Linked DNA regions of Mus musculus: all the other regions are linked to region 1. A link is a contact called in public ChIA-PET data. All regions are on one chromosome and are shown on one strand. The core of a region is the stretch at or near the end of the contact, and the rest is flanking DNA. Distances in the headings are between cores, read along the strand shown. Region 1 holds the start of Naa25 (N(alpha)-acetyltransferase 25, NatB auxiliary subunit). Region 2 holds the start of Oas3 (2'-5' oligoadenylate synthetase 3). Region 3 holds the start of Oas1c (2'-5' oligoadenylate synthetase 1C).

The links. ChIA-PET counts read pairs in DNA pulled down with a chosen protein or histone mark.
Region 2: a contact with region 1 is called in an RNA polymerase II ChIA-PET map of memory CD8 T cells, with 11 read pairs. The contact joins the promoter of Oas3 here to the promoter of Naa25 in region 1. A contact is called at or near these places in 1 of 115 datasets of contacts at active chromatin or transcription factors (memory CD8 T cells) and 1 of 9 other capture datasets (embryonic stem cells).
Region 3: a contact with region 1 is called in an RNA polymerase II ChIA-PET map of memory CD8 T cells, with 10 read pairs. The contact joins the promoter of Oas1c here to the promoter of Naa25 in region 1. A contact is called at or near these places in 2 of 39 promoter capture datasets (cranial neural crest and hippocampal neurons) and 1 of 115 datasets of contacts at active chromatin or transcription factors (memory CD8 T cells).

The regions. Positions count from the first base shown.
Region 1 is chr5:121,395,806-121,400,045 of GRCm38.p6, forward strand. It overlaps Naa25 (N(alpha)-acetyltransferase 25, NatB auxiliary subunit), which reads left to right and starts at 2,190. Exons shown (of 24, transcript NM_172722.4): 1 at 2,190-2,257. The coding sequence starts at 2,200.
Region 2 is chr5:120,775,818-120,780,057 of GRCm38.p6, forward strand. It overlaps Oas3 (2'-5' oligoadenylate synthetase 3), which reads right to left and starts at 1,842. Exons shown (of 16, transcript NM_145226.2): 1 at 1,634-1,842. The coding sequence starts at 1,807.
Region 3 is chr5:120,810,797-120,815,036 of GRCm38.p6, forward strand. Oas1c (2'-5' oligoadenylate synthetase 1C) reads right to left here and starts at 1,718. Exons shown (of 7, transcript NM_033541.4): 1 at 1,638-1,718. It also overlaps the pseudogene Oas1b.

The sequences.
Region 1 (4,240 bases), core at 940-3,439:
TGTACACATAAAAAGAATAGGGCAGGAGCGGGCTCCAGGGGTGTGAGCTTTGGATAAGCAAGCATGATGTCTTGGCTTCTGATCCTGAGCACACATGGGAAAGGCTGGGCTTGCCTTACTGTAGCTTCAAATGGAGGACGGCAGAAACTTGCTGGCTGCCAGCTCAGCTGAAAAAATAGCCAGCTCCACGTTCAGTTGAGAGACCCTCTCTCAGGTGAATGGGATGAGGACTGACAGAGAAGGACAAACAGCCACCTTCTCTCGCCTCTTCAGGTACTCATTACCCCCACACATGTATGCATACATACAAAAATACTGAAAACATTCTGTGTACTGCCTGGGTCTATGTAGTTAAAAATTCTGAGCCTAGGCAAGTCCTCTGGGTGTGTGCTGATTCAGGCGTGTGTATGTGTGTATGTGTGTCATTTTGAATGTAAACTTTAATTTAAAACATGTGTATAAGCATTTTGTCTGCATGTACAACTAACTGTGCAGCACCTGTATCCAGTGCCCAGAGGCCAGAAGAGGGCCTCAGATTCCCTGCAACTAAAGTTACCGACAGTTGTGGTGCTGGGAACTGAACCTTGGTTTGTTTTCCTTCCATTTTTCCTTCCTTCCTCTTCCTCCTCTTTTTCAAGACAGGGTTTCTCTGTGTAGCCCTGGCTGTCCTGGAACTCACTCTGTAGACCAGGCTGGCCTCAAACTCAGAAATCCACCTGCCTCTGCCTCCCAAGTGCTTGGACTAAAGGCGTGCGCCACCATGCCCTGGCAGCTTTCACATTTTTACAGTGGATTACAACCTTTCTGAAGCTGCAACCTTTTAACACAGGGCCTCATGTTGTGGTGACCCCTACCCCCAACCATGAAATTATTTCATTGCTACTTCATAACTGTAACTTTGCTCATGTTACCAATTGTAAACATCTGAAATAGAATGAATGAGGGTCACGAACCACAGGTTGAGAACCACTGTGGTAGACAGAGAGACCCTCCACACTTTGGGTATTGGAGTGCCCACACACATATATACAGAAACACACATGAAATAACCAATGGTAAGCTTTTAAAACTTGTAAGGGACACATTCAAACAGTTATACATCTGTACAGGGTACTATGTATTGCCCCATACTTGTATACATTGTGTAATGTTTAAATCCCTAAGCTAAATCAGCTCAAACATGTACCATTTCTTCTCCCTCTCTTTTGAGACAGGGTCTTCCTATGTAGCTAGCCCAGTCTGGCCCTTACTAGCCTCTTGTCTTAGCCCCTTCAGTGCGGTAGTTACGGATATACACCTTACATACCGCTAAAGCTACAAGATTCACTGGTCTGTGAAAGTGTTACAAACGCCAAATCCAGTTACATGCAGCTGGAGAAGAGGAGCCATGAACTGAGGGAAAAATTGTTGGGGCAAGGAGGAATGCCAGCCAAATAGGGCAAGCAACCACTTGGTGGGAGAACCTTTTTATTTTTATTTCTATCCATTTCTTTATAGGGACAGGGTCTCTACATAGCCTTGGCTGTCCTGGAACTCATTATGTAGACCAGGCTAACCTCGAACTCAAGGAGATCCGCCTGCCTCTGCCTCCCGAGTGCTGGGGATACCTTTAGCTCCTTGTCATTATCGCCGCCCAAATAGCACTCATAACTCTGGGCCGTGCGAATTGTAAATCTGTACAAAGAAAGCTCATTATACCGTCTAGTGCCGTGGGAATGTTAAAAGCAACCTACTTAAAGAGCTTGCACTAGTGTCTAGCCACGCACAGCACTGAGTTCAGGGAACGGGTGGAGGAGGGCTCGCAGGCTTTTTCTACAGTTTCACTGTTGGGCAAGCACGCTCCCAGGGCTCCCACTCAACAAGTTCCAGGTTGCTTCACCATCAAGGGCCAAAACCAACTGGTTCTTCTAGCTGTTACAGTCAGTGAGATTAAACCGCACTCTCTCTCCACGCCTTCAACCACAACAACCGCCCCTGGGGTCCCGATGACTCCGCAGGCAAAAAAAAAAAAAAAAAAAAAAAAAATCAAACCACAGCGCCAATTAAAGGAGAGGCGAGCCACCCTTTCTACGCAGGCGCACTCCGCCGTACCTCCCCTCCACTATCGCGATAGGTCGGCGAGCTCGACGCTGGCCCTTTAACGGCCCCTTCCCGGGGGCCTGCTCAGCGCTTGCGCACTGAGGTTCTGCGCTTGTCATCATGGCGACGCGGGGCCATGTGCAGGACCCTAACGACCGGCGCCTCCGGCCCATTTACGGTGAGTACCCCGGAGTCGGTCTGTTAGCCACCGCGGCGAGACAAAGCGTGCCCCGGTTCGGGCGAAGGCCAGGGAGGGTCGCTGGGGTCGCGCGCGGGGTGGGGCGGCGAGGGGGCGGACCGCGCGGGGCGCTAGGCCGCAGCCTCGCCCTCGCTTAGGCGCGGACCCCGGCGTCGCTGGACCCGGAGGCGACAAGACAACGGTGGGTGCGCGCCGCTGTCAACTCTGTGCGGATCGCGCCGCCGCTTGGAGACCAGCGCTCCCGGCAGGTTGTTTTATTCCAGCCGCTCCCGAGGAACCCCCGCGCGGTCTTTTCTTGCAGGTGACAAGCGGCTCAGGCGCGACGGTGGGAGCGCTCGCCTCCGGAAGGGAGATACCCCAGTGATGATTGCTCTGGGTACCAGGATGAGGATCCGGGGAGGGCTGTCTTACAGAATGTAGTCTAAGTGCACGTGGGGAAACTGAGACCCGGAGAAGGGAAGGGGCTGATGCAAGGTCACTGAGACCCGAGTCCCATCCTGATGCAGGAACAGCTGTTCTGGGCACACGTGGGAGGCGGGGGGGAGGGGGTCGCGGGCCCCGAATAGCGGGCAAGAGATGGCAGGAGCTGGTGTTGCCGGAGCGGCCGGCCAGGCTGCTGGAATGGAAGGTTTTTTGTTTTTTTTAACCTTTCAGCACCGTGTCTGAGGTTTATTCTCTGCCTCTTGACTTCCTCGTGCTTTTGCTTGCGTTGAACCCTCCTCACGGCGCGCATCCCAAACCCCGCAGGCTTTCAAGATGTGTCTTTATCGTCATCTTCCCACCGTAATAGAATAAAAAGAATCACCAAACTGAGTCAGAGAGAAAACACTTTGCAGTGACTGAGATGTTCTGTTATTGGAAGCGGTGCCTTATTTATTTATTTATTTATTTTATTTAATTTTGCCATGTCTCGCTCGCCTCGTTGATGGTTGTATGGTCTTGTCTCAGGTAATGATGAGGAAGGAAGCTTTATCAAGGTCAGTGCTTTTTTTTTTTTTTTTTTTTTGGCTACAGCAGACCTCACGTTTTCAGTGTGGCTATGGGTTTTGGGCTCTTTCGTTTTTAGGGGTTTTCCTCTCCCCTTGGCAGAATGGGTGCTTGTGTCTCTAGCAAATTGGTACATATGTGGGTTCTTGCTTGCCAGTTTGATGTCTGTGCACCACGTGCATTCCTGGTGCTTGAAGAGGGGCATCAGGATGTCCTGGATCTGTAGTTACAGACTGTTGTAAGCCAGGGTGTAGGTGCTGGGTCTGGAACAAGACCTCTCTATGTAGCCCTCGACTGCGTGGAACTCATAGAAATCACCAGCTTTCTGCCTTCCGAGTGCTGGGATTAAAGGTGCCACCAAACCCAGCTGCTCATTCCTTCCTTTTTTTTGAGACAGGGTTTCTCTGTGTAGCCCTGGCTGTCCTGGAACTCACCTTGTAGACCAGGCTGGCCTCGCTGGCCTCGAACTCAGACATCTGCCCGCCTCTGCTTCCCAAGTGCTGGGATTAAAGGCAGGCACTACCACTGCCCAGTACTCTTTTCTTTTTTTAAGTAACAGGTCTTGAACTCCTTAGGTGGACCAGCTGGACTCAAGCTTTCAGCTCCCCTGCCTGTGGCTCCCAACTGTTGGGATTACAGTCACGTGGCCCTATGCCCAGCAATCATACTTTCATATATGTGTGTGATGAAATTCTTTTTTTATTCCATTTGATGAAGAAATGTTTTTTGGGCGTGTGTGTGTGGTGGAGTGTGGTCACATGAATGACACTGTGAGCCTGTGGAGTTCAGAGGACACCATGCTAGAGGGAGTTGGTTCTTCCCTATCATAAAGGTCCTGGGCTATCGTAAACGTTATCAGGAATGGTGGTAAGTACCCTCACCTGATGAGCCATCTCTACAGCCCTTGGTGCTCTGTTGTGTGATGGCTTACCTTCCCATCACTTGTTTCTAGCAGTAATGGCCCTGTGGGTAATC
Region 2 (4,240 bases), core at 592-3,091, 620 kb before region 1:
GTGGTTTAGGTTTCCTGGGCTTGTGGTCTGAGGAGAACCACAAGGAAAAGAAGGCGGTGGAGGGGGAGAAGCTGCTGTGGGTTAGGTGAGTCATAGAAACGTGGTCCCGAGGGCTGGCCAATCAGAGTTAAGAGCAGCCCAGATGAAACATAGTAAGTGATAACTTAGGGTTATTGATGGGAAAGTAGATTCTAATAGCATAGAAGGTAGGTATCTGCCCAGCTCTTGTGCTGTTTAAGGCTTACTGTAAATATAAAGGCTGTGTGTGTCTTTTATCTGGGGGCTGAATGATCAAAGGCAGGGTAGAAACTCTACGCTGGGATTAAAAATCTCTACGACAGAGGAGAGGGGGTTCCCAGCTGACATCTCAGGGGCACAATGAGGGTCTTCCCCGCCATCCTGTATTTAGCTCAGTTATGGTTTTCAAACCCATCCCATGAGGAGTTTAAAGAGGTCTTGCTCCATGAACCCTGTTCCTTCCACCCCCACCCCTACCCGATCCTCTTTGGGCGGTTGAAAGGAGACTTTGTAGCCTCTGGTGGACCACACCTGTAACCCCCAGTACACAAGGGCCAAGTTAGGTCTGAAATAATGGCCTGGTGATGTTTATATTACTCACTGCTCATATATTACTCACTGCTCATCAACCCTCACCCGAGGACCTCTCCACTCTCTAATGCAACTGTGCCCTAAACTGTTCCTGGCCTGAGGTATATCGCTTGGGAGACTGGGAGGAGGGGAGAGCCTGTGCAGCTTACAGAAGGCCTGGTCTCTGCTGGTGAAGACTTTCCAGTGGGGCCCACTTCCCTAGGCTCAGTAAGGAAGACCAATAGATTCATTGTTTCCCAGAGTGACCTGTGGCGGATTGTTTCCTGTTAACCCCTGGGGCTTTAGGAGGAGGGATACACATCCCCCATTCCCTAGAAGGAATTCAGCCACACCTGAGATGCAGAAGCAGGCTCTGTCTCCCAGACCCAAGCCTCCTTCCACATCTCCAGCTCAGATGCAGCCTCAGGAACTGTCAGGTGACCCGAGACCTGCCCAGGACAATCTCTAGTCTCACTGTGCCCCTCCTAGGTCCCTATGATGCCCCTGCATCAGCAGGTTTACCAGGCTTAAGGCGGCTCAGAGTTTATCTCCCCCTAGTTCTCTGAGAAGCCAAAGGTTCTTGGGCGGCCTGGCAGGATGCCCAGGTGACACAGTGTGGCTTAGAGTAGCAGCTCAGCTCCACTCAGCCTCAGTTTCCCCACTCCTAAAGCTGGCAGTAATCCCTACCTCAGGTGCCATGTTGGTGAGGGAGTCTGTGTGCTTTAGCCGGGTCATGTTCTTTTTCTCAAAGACTGGGTCCCAATGGGTGTGAGTGCGTGATCCCCCTGCCTCAGATCAGCGAGGCTCAGGCAGTGTGAAGTTAGAGTCTGAGTGATTGAGTGAATGAGTGAATGAGACAGCCTTTAGGAGAGCATAGGAAGCCATCAGGTGACCCAGTGTGGCCCTGGCTGGGCCTTTACCCTGGAAGTGTAACTTGGGTTTTGATGCCTCAGTTTCCCCACAGACTGGCTGGTTATAGCAACACCTGAGCCATCCCTCAAGAAGACCCTGAAGGTGTTTGCCCTGGGGTGCCCCACCCTCTCACCTTGGCAATCCTTATCACTCTTGGTCTCTGTGACCCTCGGGCTCTGTGCTGCTGTAGGGTGATGTTTAGCGACCCCAGAGCACCCCGTACGGCTGCTGTGAACTCAGGGGCTGGGTGCAGGTTGTGGGCCACCAGCTTATCCAGAGCTCCGGCTGGCGTGTGGAACAGGTCCATGTTGACCGGTACTCTCAGTAGAGTTTCGTTTCTCTCCAGGGCTTCTTGGGGGTGTTCCTGAGGTGACAGTGGGTGTGTTCCCTGAGTCACCTCCCTTCACTTTCGTTTTCTCCTCCCTGCTGAGTTCCTCTCTTCCCTGACTCAGGCTCAGGGTGTTTGTTGAGATTATCTGTTTATGGTTCTGCTGTCTCCTGGTGTGACTTCTGACCCTCTGGGCAGCCTGGGAACATTGGGGACCAGGCTCACAGGTCCCCTAGGTCCCCTGAGGCTTCCTGACCTCCTATTTGGGGACCCAAGATAGGCTGCCACAGAGCACCTCAGAGCCAGGCCTGAGGAAGCAGAGCCCCCCACAGTCCTCCCCACCCAAGTTCTCATCTATTGTTTTGCTGTGCTGCCCTGTGTTAACCTCTCTGGGCCTCAGTTTTTTCCATCTGTAAAAATGGGGTTATATTAATGAGCCTCCATTAAATGCCTGGTAGTGGTCTTAACATAAGTATGCAGGGTGGCAGATGGACAGAGAGGTTGAGTAAGTCATCTAGCATCACACAGCATGACTGTCAGAGTTAGAATCTGAACCCAGGTCTTCCAGTCCCAGGCATCCTGACTTTTTGCTCCTTGCTCTGCTGAGGCACAACGATGCTCCAAGAGGAGACATCAGATTGATGAGTGTGAGGCCCTTGGCTGGGGCTGCACAAAGGACTAAGGTAAGAAATGAGGGCTTCTGTGCTTAGCGCCCTGTTTGTGGGAGGAGATGCTGAAGACAGAAGCAAGGGCAAGTTCAGATTGGAGGCCAAGTGATGGTTCTGCTGCACGCCTGCGTGTTTGTGTGTGTGCATGTGTCTGTGTGTGTGTGTAGGGCATGTGTGTCGGAACATGTGTGTCTGTACTTGTGTGCGCGTGCATGTGCATATGTGTTCACACATGTGTATGTGTGCATGTGAGTGTCTGTCTGTGTATGTATTCATACGTCTGTACATGTGCACATGTGTGCGTGTACATGCGTGTCTGCATCTCTGTGTATGTGTGTGTGCGTGTGTGTCTGCCAGCCAAAACTGCACAAGTGTGGAACAGAGAGTCCGGTTTGTGTGTGTTGAGAACCTAGTGTCTTCAAGTGCTAATCACAGCTGACAGTGTGTGTGTGTGTGTGTGTGTGTGTGTGTGTGAGAGAGAGAGAGAGAGAGAGAGAGAGAGAACTGATATGAATAGGCTATAGTCTGGGGGGCACGATTTGAACACTCCAGGACAGAATATCTTTTTAGATGACAGTGTAATGATGTGGCCATCTAAACCCATCACCTGCCTCAGTCATCACACAGCTTGGCTCTGTTCACTGGAAGAGGCCATGGCCCTGGGGATTGAAAGGATCCAAAGGCATCCTTAGTCTCCTGTGGTCACTTTAGCTGGGGAATAAAGTAAGGGGGTTTCGAGCTATGCCAAACAGCTAGGCAGTCAAAGATAAGTGGGGAAGGCACATGTCATAGCCACATCCTGTGCCTGGGAGCCCTGGGAATCTGTTCTGTTTTAGAGCAGCGAGTGCAGACTGACACACCCTGCCCACCCACCTCCTAGCACCTTTGTTTCCTGTAAGATCTGCTGGGTCCAGGGTTACTGATCTACACATGTCTAGAAGGGACCAAGGAGCTGGGATGTTCCCTGGCCTTTCTTCAAGAGGAGAAAGGACTCTCAGGACCTCAAGGTGCAATCTTATTAGGAGATGAGGCTGTGCTCAAGGACAGTCATTAGGATAGGTCCTGGCCTGAGGCAGCTGGGCTTCTCCTGTGACAGAGTCAGTGGTCAGAGTGTGGTGGTGGTGGTGGTGGTGGTGGTGGTGGGTGGAGGCAGAGGTAGGACAGCAGAACCCAGCAGAAGATAGAATCTCACTTGCAACCTGGGAGGGGAGCTGCCTGCTGATGTCTAGACTTGTGGTTTGTAACCCAGACCCTTGAAGGTCTTTAACCTCACCCCCACCCACACTGTCACTTTGCCACAGGCGTATTTACACAGTTTGTCCCCACAGCCCCTATGAAATGGACCTGGCCCCTTTGCCTTCCTAGTGACTCTGGGTCTGTCGCTCACACACCATCTGCTTCTCTTATTTCTGTTTCTTTTGGGTTTTGTTCCCACCTCTGGGTCTTTACTGAGTCTGTTCCCAGCACCCTGCATGCTGTTTCACTTTTGCAATTGGCTGGAGGTCCTGAGTTCTTCTGTCCTTGGCTAAGAGGTCCCTGCCTCAAGGAGCAACTCAGGAGCCCTTTCCAGGGTCCCGGGGTAGAGTCAGCTGCCCTCCCCACCTCCCATAGAGTCTTATAAACTGAACTTCCTGAGAAAGGGGAGGAAGAACAAGAAGGAAAACCACGTGGGTCCTAAAGACTCTCCAAGGCTGAATATCTAATTAGAACTTAGTGATAGAGAGCTGGAATGTTGACAAGCCAG
Region 3 (4,240 bases), core at 468-2,967, 590 kb before region 1:
CTGGGCTCACTTCCCAGATTTATTTGGTGGCTCACAAAAACCAACAACAATTTGTTGTTGTTTATTTTTCAAGACGGGATCTCACCACTGAGCTCTGACTATCATGGAACTCACTCTGTAGACCAGGCTAGCCAAAAAAAAAAAAAAAAAAAAAAAAAAAAAAAAAAACACAGAGGTCCAACTTCCTCTGACCCCAGAGTGCTGGGATCAAAGGCCTGTGACACTACACCTGGCTGACCAAAAGGAATTTAAAGCAGCTGACACTTTGTGCTGAGGGCTCACCTCTGACCTGGAATGACACAACTTTGGTCAGTGGAACTTCCCGCTCCTGTTTCTTTAAGGAAAGAACTGTGTTACTGCCCAGAGTGTGCTCTCAGCCACAGCATTGGGCAGGATCCTTTTTTTTTTTTTCCATTCATTTCTTCATCTGTTTTAGGGTTTTTTCCCCCTCACACTCTGGAGTGAATCCAGCTGTAGTGTAGCCCAGGATGGACCAGCCTCCACTATCCATCCTCCTGCATCAGCCTCTGCCTGCTGAACTGCTAGGGCCACCCACAATGCTGTTTTTCTTCCCTGTTTTCCTGCATGTGAAGGGCTAATGACCTAGAAGCCCCAGGCAGTCTGAGTGACTCCCTGCAGGAGGAGATATGGTGCTGATGTCAGTGTGCAGTGAGGATCAGGGAGGCCAACGGGGTAAGCACCCCACCAAAATCCACCAGCTTGGGGAAGCAGGACTAGGTCTGCAGACCCCCAAAGGTCCCATTTCCACCCTAATCCCCTGGAGCTCCCTGTGCCCGGTGAGCAGTCTCCACTAGCAATGGCTTCCTTCCTGGAGATGCATAAAGGCCAATCCTGCTCTTGCAGAAGGCCAGACTCTTTATTTCCTCATCGAAGTACATCCTGGTTAATGCTCGGGTGTGCACATGTGAGTATACACTTGTTTGTGTATTTGTGTGCATATGTGCACAGGCAAGCTCAGGAGTGTATTTAGTGTGTGCATGCCCTGTGCGTGTGCATGTGAATGTGTGTGTGTGTGTGTGTGTGTGTGTGTGTTTGGGACCTGCCATGTCAGTTCTCAGAATTGGAACTGGAAGCACAGCCCGAGCTCTTAAACTCTGAGCCCTCTCTCTGCCCTCTAAACAAGAGATGAGAAGATGGAGGCAGGGGTTGGAGGGCATCAAACTGTTTTGATGAGGCCTTGGGTATGTCACCCAAAGGTGATTTTCAACCTTGCCAGGGCCCTGAAAGACAGCTCATTTTAATAGTCACTGCTGACCTGTACTGTCCCCAGCTTGGTGGTACGGCCTGTACTTCACCCTTGGGGATGCCCAGACCCCACCCTCACCCAGACCCCCTGCACCACAGGGGAAAATGTAGGGTGTGAGTAGGAGAGGGGGCTTCTGGGAAGTCTGAGCTTTCTGTTAGAATTGTCTGTAATCCTAGACCTGCAAGTCCAGAGGTAAAGGAAAAACAAAACCTGGGGAGGTGCTGTTCTTAAAAAGAAAAAAAAAAAAAGCAGTTCCGCCTAAAACGTTTGCAGGAGATGGAAGCCGAGCTCAGGAGCCACCAGCCACCTTCTGTGGTTTCCTGATTCCGTTTCCCTTCTTCTACGTGCACAGATTGTTCCTAAAACGTACCGTGTAACAGCCTTTTTTCCAGAAGAAATCCCGAGAAAGCCAGGTCAGTTTCCTTACACATTCTTCCCTGGGCCGGATCTTAAGAAAGCTCAGGCTTGGATGGGGAGGTACCTGTTCAGAAGCCCTAACGCCATTGGCTGCTCGGGCCTGGATGATTTGCATATCCGCGCCCTTCCCGGGAAATGGAAACTGAAAGTCCCATTTCTGCTTCAGCCAGCCTAGGAGACACAGGACCTGCTGGCTGCAGAGGTAAAAGCTGGACCTAGGATGGAGCAGGATCTGAGGAGCATCCCGGCCTCGAAGCTTGATAAGTTCATAGAGAACCATCTCCCGGACACCAGCTTCTGTGCTGACCTCAGAGAAGTCATAGATGCCCTGTGTGCTCTCCTGAAGGACAGATCCTTCCGGGGCCCCGTCCGCCGAATGAGGGCCTCTAAAGGGGTCAAGGTGAGCCTTCCTCAGCCTGAGCTGGCCGAGATGAGGTGGGACAGGACTTTCAGAAGCCAGGCTGCAACCCTGATCCCTCCTCTTAATTCTGATCACAGCTGGCGATGGGTTCTTCCCCCCAAGTCCCACATCTGTATTGGAGAAGGAGCCTCAGCTACAGTTTATGTTCCCCACTCCCAGGCCATGTCCATTTCAGAGTCGGGGAAACTGAGGCCCAGAATGGCAAAGCAGTTTTCTGGAAAGTGGAGGGGCAGGTGGTGGGGCAGTGGTAATACAACCTTTGCACTGCTGTGTGACTTAGGGTAACTTAACTACCTTCTCCATGTCCAGTGTTCCACGCCCCAGGAATGATAAGGTCACATAGACTAAGTCAAATGTGACACGGAGGACAGACCAGGACTCGCCTGCTATGTGACTGGATTGATGGACCCTCTCTGGACTCGGTTCCCGGGCTGTCTGTCAAATCACATTTCATGACACTGGTACTTAACTCTCAGACTCTGTGAAGGGTGCAGAAATGAAGTTGTTTTCTTGTTTTCAGTTGACTGTATTTCTACATTTTTAGTTGTGAGTGGGGCTCTGTATGTGTTAGTGCAGGTTTGGTCAGAATTGAAAAGGGGGTGTCAGATCCCTTAGAGCTGCAGTTACATAGGTGGCTCTGAGCTGGCCTGCTTGGGTGCTGGGAACTAAACTGAGGTCATCAGCAGGAACAGCAGGCAGTTTTAGCTACTGACCCACCTCTCCATCCGGAGATGTGACAATTTGTAATGCCCTCTCTCAACAGTAGCTGATGCTCATGTGTGTTAGTGATGATTCTAAGCATTTTATTTAGGGAGGCTTTGTTCAGCATGAATTCTTCTTTTTATGATATTTGTTTTACAGACTTGGATCACCTTTATTGTTTTTTTCAGTTTCTCTATGATGTTATATGTTATTCTATATCACACAAGGCCATCTTCTCTTTAATGATGTCACTTGCGCATATTTCCTCCCAGCTAACAATGCCAACCATGGGACTATGGCTACATTCTCATATATCTGTATTAATTTAGTCATAGTCTCCTTCCAATCTCTACTATCCTTTACCTCCCACCAGACCCTCCCCAGAGATTCACTCTCTGATGGTATGTCACATGTGTGCAGCTAATGTGGGCACTGCATGAGTGCTACTGTACCCTTCCCAAACTCTTCTGTGCTTGTTTCATTTAGACCTCTCCCCCACTCCCATACACAGCCCCCCCCCCCACACACACACTTGAACACACAGAGACTCCACAGATGAACATGGATATTTTCCCTTCACGGTGTGGTTTATCTTCTGTATCAAGAGGAGATCCAGCACCCTCTATTTTCCTACATAGATTCTGATGTCACTCTTCAGGGCTGACTAATATTCTCCTGCACATCTAGCAGCTTGCTCCATCCATCCAACCATCCATCCATCCATCCATCCATCTATCACCTTGGTGATGGACTCCAGTTCAGCATCTGGACCTCCCAGCATGGCTCTCCCTGTCCTTTGTCATTCTCTTTCTTGTCTTTCAGGGCAAAGGCACCGCGCTCAAGGGCAGGTCAGACGCTGACCTGGTGGTGTTCCTTAACAATCTCACCAGCTTTGAGGATCAGTTAAACCAACAGGGAGTGTTGATTAAGGAAATTAAGAAACAGCTGTGCGAGGTTCAGCATGAGAGACGTTGTGGAGTGAAGTTTGAGGTCCACAGTTTAAGGAGTCCCAACTCCCGGGCTCTGAGCTTCAAGCTGAGCGCCCCCGACCTGCTGAAGGAGGTGAAGTTTGATGTGCTGCCAGCCTATGATTTACTGGGTAAGGCAGCCTGCCAGAGAGCCTCAGCTCACCCTTCTGCATGCCTTCATCCTCCCTTCTAGTTCCACCTCTGTGTGTGTGCACATGTGTGTTGCGTAGGTGTTCTCTTGTGTGTGGGTGTGATCCGGAACCATGGCTAACTCATCTCAAGAGTCATCCATCTTTTTTGAGACCTTGTCTCTCCCTGGTTCAGAATTCACACTTGAGCCTGACTGGCTGGGAAGAGCCCCAGGGACCCTCAGAGTCTCCCCCTTCTCAGTTCTGAGATTACAATCCTACACCACCAACACTGGCTTTTTCTCTGAGTTCTGGGATTCCGACGGGGGTCCTCATG